3 separate regions of the Mus musculus genome follow, and regions 1 and 2 are each linked to region 3. The links are chromatin contacts, called in public HiChIP or PLAC-seq maps. All regions are on one chromosome and are shown on one strand. Each heading gives the region's core, a stretch centred on a gene start, on an enhancer-like site or on the middle of the called end of the contact. The rest is flanking DNA. Distances are from core to core; before and after follow the strand shown.

Region 1 (2,700 bases), core at 120-2,619, 600 kb before region 3:
GCCCTTCCCTCATCCCTTCCCTACGTCCTGTCCAAAATTCATCCTGCTCCTTCTTACAGGGAAGAGAGAGGGGACAAAGACACTTATATCTGAGCCAAAGGAGGTCATCTGTGGATTCAAACAGCCTATTTGGCAGTTATAGAAAATAGAGTTTGTTGTGTAGCACCCAGGCTGGACAGCAAGCCCTGCTTCTCTGTGTTGTTGATCACATCGGATGTGACCTAACACCATATCGAGTTTTCACTTGAAAACAAGAATAGTGCCCCCACTCAGCATACCCAGGGTCCTTGTATTCTGGGACAGTGTCTGCTCTGGAGTTTGTGTCCCCTCCCACCTGTGCCTAACCATAGGCGTGCCCTTAGCCCAGGGCTCCCTGGGGAGTGGAGAAGCAGACCCCTCTGGTGCTCCTCATGTCTAGATTTTCCAGTGAAGAAGGTGCCTCTGATATCTAAGAGGGAAGGCCTGGGGGCTGCTTAATGTCTTACTTACAAGGCACAGAAAGTAACGACACCCAGATCTCTCACCACACTGTCCCCCTGTCTCTTCCTGATCCAGAGAGGCCATACTCAGAGTCTGCCCTCAGGACACCCTGACGGCCACACTGTGTGGTCCATCTCTCCATATCTCTCCATAAGGGGGCAAGGCTGGGTTCTAGGATTTTTTTGGGCAGTCCTTTGCACAGAAGGAAAATTTTTGATATGAGTACTTCAAGAGCCATAGAAGGAGAGGTCCTACATCAATTGCCTATGGCTCCAAAGCCACTCAAGACTAATGCAAGGGACCGTTAAAGCCACCACGATGTTTGTTGTTGTTGTTGTTTTGTTTTCTCCCTGTTTTTCTGGGTTAGCTTTGCCCTTTGGACCAGGAAAAAAAAAAAGGACAAAAATAAAACCCACATATAATCCAAATTAAAAAAAAAAAAAAGAAAGAAAAAAGAAAAAAAGGAAAATGTAATGATTTCTGCAGAGCAGTGAAGGCCAGAGGTGTGATGGGGGATTACATTGTTCAGATGAATGTGTGCTTCTGCTGATACAGGTGTGACTTAGGAAAGTGTGTGGCTGGGCGTGGTTTTCATCGACAAACCCAAGTTAGGCAAGAACCTCTCTGTTTTACACCAGAGGCTCCCAGGTGTTGGGAGAAACTGTGGCGAGAAAGCCACGGTTATGTAGGAGCAGAGATTTGGCTGTGGGATGAGTATCCTACTCTGACAACTTGAAAAACTAAACAGGAGCGTTTGGGGGTAAGTTCATGCTGCTTGTAGATGAATCCCGAAGGCCCAGAGGAAAGACATTCTCCACACACTAAAGATAAGGCCTTGTGAAATGACTACAGCCTGCTCGGGTCATGCAGCTGAGATCAGGGCAGGGTGTAGGAGTGAGTCACACAGGCTTTCTGTGAACTCAGGCAGCCGGAGGGAAGTTTGTCAGCCTCTCACAAGAAGATGGAATGGGCGCTTGCAAGTCGACTAAGAAGACTAATGACGGAGTCAGTGTATTAGTCGGCTAGTGCTGAGTAACAAGCCGTGCCCACCCCCCAATGGGCCATGGGGCAGCAGCTGCCTGGTACTTCCTGGTGCTCGCTGAGGTGCAGGGGAAAAGGAGGAAGAACACAGCGATTCTGCTGATGTCCCATTGTCTAGGAGCAGTCAAGGGACAAGACAGTCCTTGCGGCCGGTGCTGTCTAGTGGCTGCATCTCAGCCTTGCCTCTTGCCATGAGTGGATGTGAGTGATGCTCACAGGTGGGGTAGGGTCTTTTTTTTTTTTTTTTTTTGATATTTTCTTTATTTACATTTCAAATGTTTCCCCCTTTCCAGGTCTCCCCTGTGGAAACCCATCCCTCCTCCTCCTCCTGCCTCTATGAGAGTGCTCACCCACCCACCCACCCACTCCTGTCTTCCTGCCCTGGTATTCCCCTACAATGGGGCATCAAAGACCCTCAGGCCCAAGGGCCTCTCCTCCCACTGATGTCCAACAAGGCCATCCTGTGCTACATATGTGGCTGGAGCCATGGGTCCCTCCCCATGTATTCTTTGGTTGGTGGTCCAGTCCCTGTGAGCTCTCGGGCCTCTGGCCTGTTGGCACTGTTGCCCCCTCCATAGGGCTGCAAACCCTCTAAGCTCCTTCAGTCCCTTCTCCAACTCCTCCATTGGGGACCCCTGTGTTTAGTCCAATGGTTGGCTGCGAGCATCTGGTGGGGTAAGGTCTTTAGAAGACTTGAGCCTCAGTCTCCTTCACTGTTGCTGTTAGTACTCCACAGGATAACTGAAAAGAGAGCTCGTCTCAGGGAGAGGCCAGAGGCCAGTAGTGAGGGGTGGGGAGCGAGGGGAAGGAGAGCAAGCTCGTCCTTCAGATTTCCTCACTTCATGGCCCGGGTTTCAGAGATGTGGCCGGGGTTCAGAAGAGGTGCTGATGGAGCACGTGGAAACAAAAGGCTCCCTTCAGCCCTGATGTCCTACCTCCACCCGTTTTCAGTGCTGGTCTGGGCTTGGGAGTCTGCCTCTGCTTTTCAGAAGCTCTGTGGCCTTTGGGGAGCCTCTGAAGGTCTGAGCTAGGCAGTTAGCAGTGGGTCAAGGCTATGTTGCTTTCTCACATGGCAGTGGACCTGGTACATGTTCACGCTGACTAGGTCCTGAGGTATTTCTGGAGTTTCTATGTTCTGTTCCTGACCTGTGACCCCTTGCTGTCCCCCACATGGTTGCT
Region 2 (2,700 bases), core at 192-2,691, 710 kb after region 3:
GTAGAGGAGGAGTCGGACAGAGAGAGAGAGAGAGAGAGAGAGAGAGAGAGAGAGCTGGTGGCAGGCTGGAAATCCACAGCTGGCTGGTAAACAGCCCTGAAAGGCCACGAGGGGAGATAAGAGGTACCCGGAGACCGGGAAGAGAGAGGCGCTGTCTTGATCAGGAATGGCTATGTAACTATAGCCCAGTGCAAAATGAGATGGTGGGCCCCTTGCTGGAAATTTACCTGGTAGATAGCATATGCTTTCCTAGCCTGTACTAGTCTCTTGTTTGATTTTTCCAATACTACATAAACTTGGTAGAAGATGGATGACAAGTTCAATACCATCCCCAGTTATACACTGAGTTTGAGACCAGCCTGGGCTATGTGAAACTCATCTCAAAACAAAACACAAAACAAAGCCTCACATAGAATTCTAAGACAGTGACAGCCAACTATGTGTGTAGGTCACATGGCTGTGGCGCTGGCTCTGATTAGAATGGACATCTTGGGTCTACGACAGGCCTTCTAAAAAAAATAATGACCCAGGGGGAAAGGACACTTTAAGAGCCGCCCCTTACTTTTTCAGAACTTCTATGGCAACTCAGGATGGGCAGAAGGCGGACTCTAGCCAAACAGACCTGGCTCTAGTCCAAGTTCCTCTCTCTAGCCCAGCTGTTCCTAACCTGTAGGTCTCCACCTCTCTGGGGTTAAACAACTCTTTCACAGGGGTCTGCCTAAGACCAGCAGAAAACACAGATATTTACATTGTGACTATAGCAAAGTTACAGTTATGAAGTAGCAACAAAAAATTGTATGGTTGCAATCAGTTAAGAAGAGTGGGGAACCACTGGTCTCTCGCCCTTCTCACCTCTCTGGGCTTCCAGTTTCCTCTCAGAATTCTAGTGCCAACGACCCAGGGCCGGATTACACAATAAGAAGTCTAGCCTAGAATTTTGCCAGCTTGAAGAAAAAAAAGCTACCCACCATCCCCTTTACCACTGGCTCTACTGATGGTGTCCACACTGAAGATGGTAGCAGGGAATGAAGGCTCCTAACCAGGCCCAGTCCTCCATGCCTTCCTGCCACAGGCTCTGAGCCCAACACCCCAAGCCTCCCACCCTGCTCTGGAGCCGTGGAGAGCATTTAAAACAAACCCTCTGGGTTCAACCTCTACATCTTGCTTTGCCTGGTTTTCTACCCCCAACCTCCAGACATGATTTGCGCTTCCTTTACTGAACAAGAATTGGATAAATATATGTGGTTTGGTTTCAACCTTGTCAGTCCCTGACCAATTTAGGTTCCAGGTTCCAGGCTTCGAACAGAAGACTCAAATCAGATTGACCCAGTGTTTTTTGGTGCTCCTGGATTTTAACTAGGTCAGCTTTTAAATGGGCCACCCCCTGCTGCAGATCCCATTCCTAGCTAGAAGGCCACGCTGTGTGAGTCACTGAGGTTTGAGGCAGAGCTAATAAACGGACACTTGCGTTTGTTTTAACGGTAAAATCTACTTACCGACCTGTGTGGGAAGGGACACAGCTCTGGGGGGAAAGGCTGGATGTTTTGAAAGTTACCGAGATCTTACTGAACAGAGGTCAGTGTTTTCTGATCATAACCCACTGAAAGGGATACATTTTAGGAGCTGGAGAGATGGCTCAGCAGGCAAGCCACTTGCAGCTCTTGACTGAGTTTGGTACCCAGCACCAGGGTCAGAGGCTCACAATTGCCTGTAGCTCCAGCTGGGGAGGGGAGTGGATTGATTCTGCACTCTCTCTAGTCTCCCCAGGCACATGCATACGCATTAATTACACAGCCACATTAATACAAATAAAACAAAAAGCAAGCAAACAAACAAAACCTACTTTACTCAGAGCACACACAAACTGTTTGCCTGTAGGCACACTTGGTGAAAATAAACACTACACATAGAATCCCATCTATAGATTTAAAAAAAAAAAACTTAAAAGTTTCATTTATGTGTCTCTGTGAGAGAATGCCACTTGTGTAGGGGAGCCTGCAGAGGGCAATCTCTTGGAGGAATTACAGGGGGCTGTGAGGGGCCGGATCTGAGTCCAGAGAACAGAATCCAAGTCCTCTGCACGTGCCCCAAGTGCTCTTAACTGCTGAGCCATCTCTCCAGCCCTCTTATTACTTCAATTTTTAAAATGTGGCCCACAGTATGGGGTGAAGTGGGCCAGAGAGATTGATGTTCGGCAGAGGACGGGGGGGGGGGGGGGGGGCGGAAGATGGGCGGCTGGGCAGAGAACTCTGGCCCGGGTGATTAATTTTAATTTTTCTTTTCTGCCACAACACGCCTCCTGTCCTAGGTCAGAATCTGCCCCCCACCGCCATCCCCAAAAGTAAGAGAACCCACGGCCCATCCACCATCCTCCCAAGTTCCTGCAGCCTTGTGGCTGCCAGGGCTTGGGGGTTTCAACGCCTCTCAGGATCTTCCGTAGTCTTAGCCAGGGGCAAGAGCCTTCTTCGCTTTAAAAACAAACAAAACCCTCCCCGAGAATTGAAAGCCTCTCCGGGCCTCGGATTTTTGCTGCTACGTACAAAGCAGCTCTGCAGGCAGGCGGCGGGGGAGCACGTGGCGCGGGCAACGGTGATGCCATCCTCATTACTTAGAGGCAGGAGGGCGGGCCGAGGAAGATCAGGCTGGCTCATAGGTCCAGCTGGCAGGGCAGGCTGAGACTGCACCAGCCCGCCAGCCCTG
Region 3 (2,700 bases), core at 101-2,600:
TTTCTGTGTTGCTGCCTCCTGGAGGTCAGAAATAGAACAACACACACACACACACACACACACACACACACACACACACACACACATCCACCATGGTATCCTACCTCACTCACAAGACTGGAATCAACAGCTGAGTATCGAAAGGCTTTCCTCTCATTTCTCTCAGGCGTTTGTCACAGCAATGAAGTGGCCAACACAAGAGTAGAGCTCAGACTGGGTTTGTGACTCAGATGGTAGAGGGCTTGCCTGGCACACACAAAGCCCTGGTTCTATCTCCAGTACTGCATAAACTGAGCAAGGTGGCACACACCTGTGATCTCAGCCCTTGGGAGGTAACGACAAGAGGATCAGAAGTTCAAGGTGATCCTTGGAGCTTGAAGACAGTGTGAGATACTGAGACCCTATCTAAAATCATAGCGGGAAGGAAGGAAGAAAGGAGGGAGGGAGGGAGGGAGGGAAGGAAGGGAGGGAGGGAGGGAGGGAGGGAGGAGAGGACTGGGTTGGGAAAATGGCTCTGCTCCTACTCAGCACAGAGGGGAGGACAGATAAGGCACATGGCAGATAGAGCATAAACTCTGAGTCCCAAACCAGCTGTGTCCCAGTGTCTTTACAAACAGGAACAGCAGCTGCCCCACCTCTTACATTTGACCAAGAATTCTGGGGAATGTCACTGATCACAGAGAAGCTGAGGGCAGAGGTGCTGCAGATCACTGGCATCCCAGCCCTGGCCAAAACCATGCTCAGTGACACTTGCTCTCATGACCAACTCATTCAAAGTATTCCACTAGCAGCTCACCAGACTAAACCCCAGCCTGGGAGCCCAGAGCAGGCTAGGATCACCTAAAACCCTTGATTCCTGGCTTGAAGTCTGTTGGTGATGACTCCTATTGACGTCCCTTTGGTGGAAAGAATGTCACTAGCCTGCCTCTAGCCTTCCTGGGCGTCCTGTGTGGCCTAAAGCCGATAAGAGTGTGTACGTGCAGGCCCTTGGGCCAGATGCCTTCTTGTTGCTAGGCACCGGATGCTCTGATCTGAGCCTGGGATCAGGCCTGTGGGATGAGACATAGAAGAGGCCTTTGGGGCACAGAGCTGAGGATCCTATTGTCTTTACAGGGAGGAGTTGGGTCAGCTACCTTACTGCTGATTTGTTTGTTTAACTTTCCTTTTTATCCTATGTTCCTCTGATGGGAAGAAGGTCTACTTGTGGGCTCCTACTTCACGGAGTTTTTCAGTCTTCCTAGGCGAAAGCACACATTCCTGAAAACCACTCAAGAAAGGTGTCTCTGGGGTAGCAGTGGGTCTTGAGGCCCGAGTTAACAGCTCATGTGCACATGTGGGTGTGAGTGTGTGTGCTCCTAAGCACACGTTCTCAGGGACTGGAACCCCTCCCACCACATTCCCCAGGGCGTCTCCCCAGCCACTGCGACTATAATCATAGCCAGCCTGGGACTTTAACCAAACATCACATTCCACCACCCTGGACAACCTCTTTGTTTGATCTTCTCTCTAGAGACACAGGTCAGGAGGAAGGTGGGGCGAGGCGGTGAGCAGCAGCATGTGGGATGCATCTCTTCCTTCTCTTGTTTTAGAAGCTGCAAACCCAATACTGGTCCTCAAGTCTCCCCCAGTTTCTCCGCCTCAAACCTAAGGACCTCGGGCACAAATTTCTGAGAATCGGGGCCACCTCAAAGTCACTAGTCCAACCGATTACTTTATAGAACCCTGGGACACCGACTTTAATGTCACACACACAGAGGGACAGCTTTGCAGAAGTCCAGGAAAGAGCCTTCTTCCACATCCCAGCCCTCTCCACCAGTTAGCAGCCGCTGGGTGACACCTCAGTTACTCACTTAGAACTCAGCCCAACAAGCAAAGCAAAAGGCAGGAAGTGTGTGGCGGAGACTTATTTATGCTAGAGTGTGGATGACTGACATCGGGAGGTCTTCAGACAAAGGAGATTTAGGTAGAAAGCAGAAATGAAAAGATCAGGAGGGCACTAGATTATGTAAAAGTCGGCTGAGGTGACTGAGGTTAGCTACCGGGAGGAGACCATCAAGCCGGGAAGCAGCAAGCACCAGAGAGAAACTTCACATTAATACATGGCTCATGGGTCCAGGTCTGATTCTTTCTTCTGCAGGGGGAGCAGTGGGAATTTCAAAGTGTCAGATCCCTCTATGCATCTAATCCTGTTGCTCTCCAGAGAGAATGTGTTTTAGATTTATCTTCAAACTGCCTCAAGGATCCGTGGGTCATTCATTTGGGCCACCTGGGGCCTCAGCTTTGGCTGGGTTCAACTTCCTTCCTGCCTCACAGTGGGAGAGCAGCGATTCCTCCCAGGCTGGGTTTTGTTTGTTTGGTTTTGTTTTAATAATTTAAGTTCTCTGTTTTATGTATCTAATCTCTTCATATTTTCAAGATAAAATTAGTTCTACAGGGCATGTTAAATTCTCTGAGTATATTGGAATTGTTGTTTATCATTTAAATTTAATTTAACCTTTTTCTTTCTTTAGTGTTTTTAATTACTTAAGAAATACACATCCCTTGTAAAGGATTCATAAAACGGTGAAGGATGTGGAAGCAGACACCACCTGAAAGGAAACTTCCACTGCTAACATCCTTAGCTCTTGGGGTGTGCATTTAAAACTTTTAAAAATTATTTAATTTTTGAGACAGGGTTTAACATAGCCCAGGCTAGCTTCA

The links. HiChIP or PLAC-seq counts read pairs in DNA pulled down with a chosen protein or histone mark.
Region 1: a contact with region 3 is called in an HNF4G HiChIP or PLAC-seq map of pancreatic cancer cells. The contact joins two enhancer-like sites. A contact is called at or near these places in 1 of 115 datasets of contacts at active chromatin or transcription factors (pancreatic cancer cells) and 1 of 9 other capture datasets (embryonic stem cells).
Region 2: a contact with region 3 is called in a FOXA1 HiChIP or PLAC-seq map of pancreatic cancer cells. The contact joins two enhancer-like sites. A contact is called at or near these places in 1 of 484 Hi-C or Micro-C datasets (rod photoreceptor) and 1 of 115 datasets of contacts at active chromatin or transcription factors (pancreatic cancer cells).

Annotation. Positions count from the first base shown.
Region 1 is chr9:63,673,505-63,676,204 of GRCm38.p6, reverse strand. All of the region lies in intron 1 of Smad3 (SMAD family member 3), which reads left to right. Among named protein-coding and RNA genes, the nearest start is that of Gm51710, 57 kb to the left of the region's middle. Within about 2 kb of position 1,369, at least 76 of the 459 cell types and tissues checked have an H3K27ac peak or open chromatin away from gene starts, as enhancers often do. A contact at or near this core is called in pancreatic cancer cells, where this site is marked.
Region 2 is chr9:62,363,767-62,366,466 of GRCm38.p6, reverse strand. All of the region lies in intron 1 of Anp32a (acidic (leucine-rich) nuclear phosphoprotein 32 family, member A), which reads right to left. Among named protein-coding and RNA genes, the nearest start is that of Gm40522, 16 kb to the left of the region's middle. Within about 2 kb of position 1,441, at least 82 of the 459 cell types and tissues checked have an H3K27ac peak or open chromatin away from gene starts, as enhancers often do. A contact at or near this core is called in pancreatic cancer cells and rod photoreceptor, where this site is marked.
Region 3 is chr9:63,073,736-63,076,435 of GRCm38.p6, reverse strand. No RefSeq gene overlaps it. Among named protein-coding and RNA genes, the nearest start is that of Gm35658, 18 kb to the left of the region's middle. Within about 2 kb of position 1,350, at least 72 of the 459 cell types and tissues checked have an H3K27ac peak or open chromatin away from gene starts, as enhancers often do. A contact at or near this core is called in pancreatic cancer cells and rod photoreceptor, where this site is marked.